2 separate regions of the Sus scrofa genome follow, and region 2 is linked to region 1. Evidence: chromatin contacts called from public HiChIP or PLAC-seq data. All regions are on one chromosome and are shown on one strand. Each heading gives the region's core, a stretch centred on a gene start, on an enhancer-like site or on the middle of the called end of the contact. The rest is flanking DNA. Distances are from core to core; before and after follow the strand shown. Region 1 overlaps EML1 (echinoderm microtubule-associated protein-like 1). Region 2 overlaps EML1 (echinoderm microtubule-associated protein-like 1).

Evidence for each region. HiChIP or PLAC-seq counts read pairs in DNA pulled down with a chosen protein or histone mark.
Region 2: a contact with region 1 is called in an H3K27ac HiChIP or PLAC-seq map of skeletal muscle. The contact joins two enhancer-like sites. A contact is called at or near these places in 8 of 47 Hi-C or Micro-C datasets (adipocytes, embryonic fibroblasts, epiblast stem cells and 4 more) and 1 of 2 datasets of contacts at active chromatin or transcription factors (skeletal muscle).

Annotation. Positions count from the first base shown.
Region 1 is chr7:120,768,043-120,772,067 of Sscrofa11.1, reverse strand. All of the region lies in intron 1 of EML1 (echinoderm microtubule-associated protein-like 1), which reads right to left. Among named protein-coding and RNA genes, the nearest start is that of EML1, 67 kb to the right of the region's middle. Within about 2 kb of position 1,592, at least 30 of the 83 cell types and tissues checked have an H3K27ac peak or open chromatin away from gene starts, as enhancers often do. A contact at or near this core is called in skeletal muscle, where this site is marked.
Region 2 is chr7:120,833,683-120,837,818 of Sscrofa11.1, reverse strand. EML1 (echinoderm microtubule-associated protein-like 1) reads right to left here. Exons shown (of 23, transcript XM_021099697.1): 4 at 2-136. Among named protein-coding and RNA genes, the nearest start is that of EML1, 130 kb to the right of the region's middle. Within about 2 kb of position 2,363, at least 8 of the 83 cell types and tissues checked have an H3K27ac peak or open chromatin away from gene starts, as enhancers often do. A contact at or near this core is called in skeletal muscle, where this site is marked.

The sequences.
Region 1 (4,025 bases), core at 343-2,842:
CGGCTTTGCTCAACACAATGAGATTCATCATCGTTCCTCCAGAAAGAGGGTTAACGACGATTCCTGGGCCAAATGGGGCACTTCGCTTCCAAGGGCGGCAACGCATTTATTCCGCCTGAAGGGCAAGACGCGGAGCTGACAGAGTGTCGAGCGGATTCTTTGGCAGAGTTGGTCAGAGATGCTTTGGCTCACGGCCCCTCTGCCTACCCTCTGCTTGTTAGCCATGGACCAGGAGGTGGAATTATTACCCTTAGAAACACTTCATCCCGTTCACTTGCTTTAAAAACCACGGGAGAAGGTTTAGCTAAAGAAAAGCAAATTGTAACAAAGCAGTTGGTAACCGAGACGCTGGTCGCTAAGATCCCCAAACAAACTATTCGGGAGCCTCTGTTCAGAGCTTTATGTTATTTCCTTGATCCTTGAGACACGCAGCAACCCTGCAGAGATGCCTGCGTCCCCCTCGCATCCCCTCCCTCTTCAAACCGGCCCTAAATCTTGACTCTCTGAGTCTCTTTGGCGTGGAGGAAACCTCTGAGCCAGACAAATGGTAGTGCCCACCGCTAAGGAGGGGAAAGGGACCAGGCACACTGGGAGGGCAGAATGCGAGGACAAAGGGTCACGGAGAGGTTCCCGGCAGGCGACACGTTCCCACCCACCTCCCCCCACCACGGTGCTGGATGGTTGCAACAAAAGGCCGCTTGGTTTGTAGACAATCGGCCAGCCTCGCAGTTACTGTCGCTAGTTACCGAGTCTCAAAGAAGAATGTTCATCTGGATACGGAATGACATCTACCCTGTTAGATTTAGGTTAGAAGAGGCTCATTGGTGGCCTTCTTTTTCAGTCTATACCCAGCTGTTCTGGTGTCATAAAGACAGAGCTTGGCCAGTGCCCCCAGGCACACGTGACTGAGCTGGCATACGTGCCAAGGCCATGTTGTCAGTGTCAGCAAGCCCACATCACCCCAACCACAAGCATACATCTCTCTGCTGTGTCAACGCCAACGACCACTTAATGTTCAGGAGTGAGCTGGGCCAACACATCCTCAAAGACGAGAGAGGCTTTGCCCTTGAGGATCAAGAAGGAGGGTGTGGAGAGAAGGACAGGAGGTGAACCCCCCAAATACGGGGGACCCCCAGACAGACCTGTCTGGGTGTGGCGTGCAGAGGAATCAGAAATACTTCCCCATGTGGTCAGGGAGTCCTGCGGTCCCAAGGCACAGTCCCACAGACTGTGTCACGGGCAAGGATTGGGAAGCCTGCTTTAGAGCAGGGAAAACCAAGGCACGCTGCGGTTAAATGATCTGTCCCAGGAATGTGAAAAAGAGCCACCTTTGCACTTGGACTGAGTTTTGCAGAGGCGAGTCCTGGAGGGCAGACATCCGACTTGGGGGCCTCTGAAGGCAGCCGAGAAGGGAGAGCAGGAGCCGGGCCCTGCAGATGGCGAGCTGTGTGTCCTGGGGGGGCTACCGAACCCTGAGTTCCTCGGCTGTGAAAGGGGCCGGAATGAGAAACTACAACGATTCTAAGCTGCAGATATGAAGCAGATGGGAAGCGTCCTGTTCCTCTTCACAAGCCAAGAGCCAGGCCCTGTAAGAGCAGACGCAGATTCCTGCAGAGGGAAGGGCGGGGTGACCTCAGTGGTCAGAAGACTCACCCCGAACTCTGCTTGGCCGGACGATCCTCGGCACATCTGGCTGCCTGCTCTGTAGGCCGCTGGCCGGCCCTAGCGGCGCTGTGACAGATGACTATGGTACAGGGGCCTCGTGGCTCCCCCAGGGGCCCCTTCCGCCTACAAGCCAAGCTTTCCCCTGAACGCCAGTCAAGCATGAGGCCAGTGTCCACAGATATGGTCTCAGCAGGAACTGCTGGGCACGGGCCAGCCTGGCCACCGGGTCCCACTGGTCCACAAGCCCTTCCCCGGTTCAAACCCCCAGGGCCTGACAGGCTTTTGACCTCAGAACAAAAGCGGGGGCGCAGACCCCCTATGACCCAATACCCCCCGAAGGGTGTTTGGCAGCAGCCCTTAATGACACTCAAAAATAGCTCTACACAGAGCAGAAGAACTTTCACGGGAAAGGGAGAAACCATTAAAAGCCACAGGTTTCGATTCGGGGAGGTCCCCCCACCCCCACCCCAGCAAATGATGTCCCACAGGGCCCAGTCTAAATAACAGCTGAGCTCCCAACAGACATTTGGTTTTCAGAGCCTTCTGGATTTTGAAACCACAGATAAGGGATTAGGGGCAGATTTAGAAGCTAGTTCTCCCTCAGGCCACTGGATCTTCAGGCATCCAAGATAAACATGCAGGAGACAACGAGCAGACGGGCAGAGTGCAACCTGGGTTCCAGGGCACCTGCCCGAGGCCTGGACATGACTTCTGGGCAGGTTTCAGCTGATGCTTCAGCCAGAATGGAAAACCCCACAAGTAAGAGGTATTACAGCAAAATCGCTCCAAGATGATTTCAGGGAGAGTAGGAATTAAAAAAAAAAAGGCAAGGCACTTTTTACCCAGGATGTGGCCCTGAAGAACAAGGTCAATATTCGGCAAACATATTTGAGTAGATGAGGAAATTTACAGTGACGTAAGGAAATTTATGGTTTTAAGAACATGCTATAGAATTCTATAAATAATCTTGTAATGGCTTATGCTTTAACCTTCCAGATTTCTGAATGTCAGTTTTCTTAAAAGGCATCCCTATCAATAATTGTTTCAAGGTTTAAGAAAACAACCACCGCAGCAATAAAATTTGCAGAATTGAAAATGCAATTAGCTGTGCCGTATTTTCTCCCTCCCTCCTTTCCTTCCTTCCTTTCCTTCCTCTCTCCCTTCCAATTTATTTGTTTGTTTGTTTTGCTTTTCAGGGCCACACCTGCGGCATATGGAGGCTCCCAGGCTAGGAGTCAAATCAGAGCTGTAGCTGCCAGCCTACACCACAGCCACGGCAACACCAGATCCGAGCCACACCTGGGACCTACTCCACAGCTTGCGGCAACGCCAGATTCTTAACCCACTGAATGAGGCCAGGGATTGAACCCACATCCTCATGGACACTTTATAGGGTTCTGAACCCACCGAGCCACAGTGGGAGCTCCCATATTTTCTTTCTAAATAAAGTGTTCTTATATAGGTAGATTGCCAGAGCGATATAGACACTAACACACAGAAGGCGACATGGCACTGTTCAAAGAACCCTGGGTTTTGCTGGAGACCTGGGCTTGGGATCAGTCACTTCCTGAACCGAGTGGCGCTGGGGAAGCTAACATCCACCTGCCATCTGACCGGGCGCATCATCTGTAACAGGAACGTGACAGAAGAGCAGGGATGTCACTTACGCTAGAGCGCGGTGGTGAGAATTCAGGGAGAAACAGATCTGAAGGTGCTTTTCAAGCTCTAAGGTACTAGACTGGAGACGGGGTTACACTGGGGTTGTGTTTTAAGGTCAGTACATGAGAGGGACATCGTGTCAAAATTACTCTTGAAAAATCCCTTTGTCCACAGTGTTTCACACACATGGTGTTGTGTACACCGAACCTCCTCTCCATAAGTCCCTCCCACGTTAGAACAAATTACAGCAGGTGGCCTGTGTTTCGAGGCCACACCAAACAAAAAAAGAAGGTAAATCAACAAAATAAAATGGTATGTATGTGTATGCCTGTGTGTGTGAATTTCTATATATACAATACATACAGACATATAGAGACATACATACATATATATATATATATAGTTGTGTTTTTTTTCACCAAGCTACGTACACAAATATGTAGAGTCCATGACTATTGAAAGCTGCTACACTGACTCCACTCTCCAATGACTAAGAGGCTCTGCTCCATGCGACGGAGTTATTTCACCGCTGTAAACAACGAAGAAGTATTTCTGGTTGTCCCGAACAACTTTTCAGGAGCAGGAAGTGCTCCCTCGGCCTTCCATGATCATTTAAAGATAGCACGGCCCTTTGTCTAATTTTAGGATTTGCTTTTTCACGGAACAAGCAGCTATTAGACCCACACTATAATGAGGGCCGT
Region 2 (4,136 bases), core at 1,114-3,613, 65 kb before region 1:
CCTTTCACTGTTCTTCTTGCCACTAGAAGAACTGCTAGTGGATCCCGTGCGATTCCGGTTCCCTTTGGAATCGCCATAGCTCTCCCGTCGCCCGCCAGGAGACACCCGTTCAGAAGAGCTGGTCCTCTTGATGGTGCTAAAAGCACAACATAAGTGACAGTGAAACCCTTCGTGGAGTGATTGTATTTTATTGCTGAGCGTCTGTTTTCACAGAACGTCCTATTTCCATGTGGACATTTGAAAGATACACTGGTTCTAAATTCCCCACTACAGAGATCAAAAGACCTTTCAGGATGTCACCTTGAGATCGATGCCTCTACGCACTGCCTTTGGAGCCGGGGCAATTCGTGCAGTTCAAGGTCATCGAGGAAGCGGAAACATAAGCTCCCCGACCCCTCTGCGAGAACTCTCCAGGGACTTAGTGGGAGGTGACCCCCGCCCCTGCGCAGGCTTCAGTTAGACTGGTGGAGCTGCACTAGGGGGTCACCCTGCCCCTCCAGGGACACCTGGCAATTTCTGGAGACCTTTTGCTTATCACACTAGGGGGAGAGGGTTGCTACTGGCATCTAATGGGTAGAGGCCACAGATGCTGCTAAACACCCTACAGTGCCCATGACAGCGCTGAGACCATGAACGATCCAGCCCGCCATGGCACTAGTGCTGCTGCTACTGAAGAACTCTGGTTTAAAGGCCCACGTGGGACAAACATAGGGTGCCACATGTAACACTGGACACATTCCACGCCCTGCAGGAGGCCAGCTGAGAGGTGGTACCCATGCCAGCTCTTCCTTCCTTCTGTGTGACCAGAGGGACTACTGTGGACATCTGGGAAAGGCTTCCTGCAGATCGTGACTTTCCGGCAGAGCTCAAATGAACGGCTTGAATGTGTCACAATGACACGGTAGGGAAGAGGGTGTCCTAGGAAAACAGATACCCCACGCACAGGTAATTCACAGACAGGAGGGGCCATCGGCCAGGCCAGGGTTTGCAGGTTGACGGTTTGCTCTTGAAGCCTGGGAGTGTATTACAGTATAAAGCGTTCTTTAGCATCCTCATTAGGCCGTATGTTTCTTGCGATCCTGTCTCAGTTATCCTTCTTATTAGAGGGATATGTGTCTTTGCAGAGCCCAGGATAGGAGCAGGATAAATATTTATTCAATGAGAGGATGGACTAAATGAAACAATAATGAATGGGAGAGTCCCATGGACCCCGTTGCAGGAAGAGGCACGAGATGCTGTAATTCAGCACCTGTTCTGAGAGAAAGAAGGACAGGGATGGAGGCAGTGCTGCTCCAGGGCCGGGCTGTGGGGGGAGGTCTGGTCCGGGTGCACAGAGCCAAGTGGGGATGGGCGATAGCGCACGCCGTAATCCGGGAGGTGGCTCGGGACCTGCACGGTCAGCTGGGTATCACTGAGCCCCAGACGGGGAGCAAATTTCCCCGCCAGGAAGAAGAGACGATGAGAAGGGAGAGAGGCCCAGGGAAAGAGGAATTTTGTTAGACACGAGCTGAGGAACTGCCATGCGAATCTGAGGGGGCAGAGAAAAGGAGGCGGGGGAGCCTGGGGGAGGCAGAACCCAGAGGGGCTGGTTAGTGAAGGCTGCTGGGGCTGCAGGGGAGGGACCCAGCTGATGCAGCTCAGGGGCTCCAGTGAGCCCAGCGCCGGGGGAGGGTGGTAAAAGAAAGGGATTTCAACCGGAACGTGAGACAGCAAGACTGAGGCTGGCCCTGGGCTGGACCCCAAAGCTCTCCGTCCTCACAAGTAAATAACAGACAAACAGACTCACAGACTTCGAAAGCAAACTTACGGTCACCAAAGGGGACGGGCGGAGGTAGGGAGGGATGGACTGGGAGCCGGGGACTGGCATATGCACACTATGAGACATGGAATGGATGCTCAGTGGTACACAGGGACCTGCTGTCCAGCACAGGGAACTCTACCCAAGGTTCCGGGATAACCTACCTGCGAAAGGATGTGTGTCCATAAACAACTGAATCACTTTGCTATACAGCAGACACTACCACCACACTGTACATCAAATATACTTCGATAAAAGTTTTAAAATAAAAAAAGGAAAAAAATTTTAAAAATGGATTTAGAGTCTGTGAGAGCCCAGAGGCTCCGCTGCCTTCCCTTCCTTCTCTTTTCCTCCACGGCTGTCCCTTCCTTCGGCCAACTTTCAGTCCTTTTAAATCTGCAACTTCCAATTGGTCAGTAAACAATCACGTAGCGTGTTTTTAAAAACGGCTCGGCGTATCGGCTTTTGAAAAGCCACCCGGCTTTGTGAGCGGGTGATCATAACTACGTGACCCACACTCGAGATGCTCTGAAGACACTTGCAGTGTCGTCTCTCTGGTAACTGAGGAGGCCCTGAGCCGACAGCTGGGATCTGCACGGGCGTGCCTTCAGGTCACAGTGTGCATTTTTAGAACTCTCAATTTGAGGACAAGGAAATTACAGATCGTAGGAGAGCAACATACTTCTGAGCCCTGGGACTGAAGTCTGAAAATGACAGAAGCCTTTGGGGCTTAAAGCCCAAGATCTTCCAGTGACGAAAAACACCAAGCTAATTTCACGTCGTGGGATCTCTCTCTCTCTGCCACGCGGCCGGCACAAAGCTCTTGGGCACAGTGCCCCGGCAGCTGGCAGCCCCGAGCGTCACCTCCACGGCGTCCCTGTGGGAGTTCAGGGCGAGTTCACGGCAATTTAGAGACTTGTACAAAACTCCCTTAAAGAGCTGAAAACCCATGACTGTTCATCAATGACAGCAAAGGCTGACCAGCGTGCTAACAAGTCACATTTGACAGGGTGGTTGGAAGGGTTGAGGGGTGTCAATGACAGACACGTGGGCGGCAACAGGGCACATACATCAAGAGCTTTGCCTCTTACACGGGTCATTTAATTTAAACCTCAAATCCCCTGCCAAAGTATCATTATCCCCATTCTACAGATGAGGGAACAACTTCAGGGGTCTAAAGGAACACGTGTTTGAGGCTACTTGACTGCGTGTTCTCTCTGAGCCGCCTAATGAAGACAACCTGTGGTTTATGAAGCCCCCAAATACACGGGTTTTGAGGACCCACAGAACAGAGATGGAGAACATCTAAAAATCCAACAGAGGTCAATCATTATTAATACAGAGTTATATGGTACAAGACTTGATCCGCGGCAGGCATCGGATAAAACCCTCTAAGCTACCGCGCTACAAGGGAGGGGGAAAGACAGAAGCAGCAGCGAGGGTTACAAAGGCAATCTAAGGACCCCTCACCTGGGTGTTGATCTGTTCAGTTTGCACGCACTGAGAAGACTCACAGACCTGTTTAATCTACGCACGAGAGGCACAGAAACAAAGCAGAATAAACATGAGTGCAGGAAGGAAAGCGCGGAAAAACACTTTGGTAATAAGCTTCAATACATTTCAGAACTCACCACACATTAAAATTGGAAATCATTTTGGTTTTTCATGTACAGACTTGGGTATCACCCATCACAGCTCTTTCAAGATATTTGTCATTCATACATTGGCATTACCATGTTAAGCTTGAAAAAAAAATGTTATTGTTGTCGACAGAAAACAAACGAGACATTTCCTTTTGAGAGCCAAGCGCTCTCATGAGCTAAAGAGGATTTACTAGGACTCGGGGTGAAGGACAGAAAACAGAGCTTGAAGACAAGACATTTGCAGGAACAAGGGCAGCCAGGAGTAACACTGTATATTCACTATGAGAAGCATCCTTACATAACCAGTGGGGAATATCGAAGAAGCTGTCTCCTCTGGACAGCAAGTGAAAAAGCATGGTCTTTGTTTTGAAAGTGGTGGAAGTCCTACCTTGTGAGAGAGTGCCTAACAAGACAGCACATTTTTCAGGGCTTCGGGCATCTGTGCGGAGATGCACTGATACCCACCATAGCTTCTCTTCCCTTCTGTTCTCGACCCCTGCTCCCACACCCCAAACCTTTCATGTTCTGAAAATACAGTGGCTCCGTACATGACGCTACAGCGGCATCCAACGGCTTTTGCCGATTTAAATTTCAGACACAATAAAATTTCTGCCACGGACAAGAGAGGGAAAGGGGCCATCTTTCTTATGGTTAAATTTCAGCTCTGAGTGTGATAAGCTACCATGACATCTTTC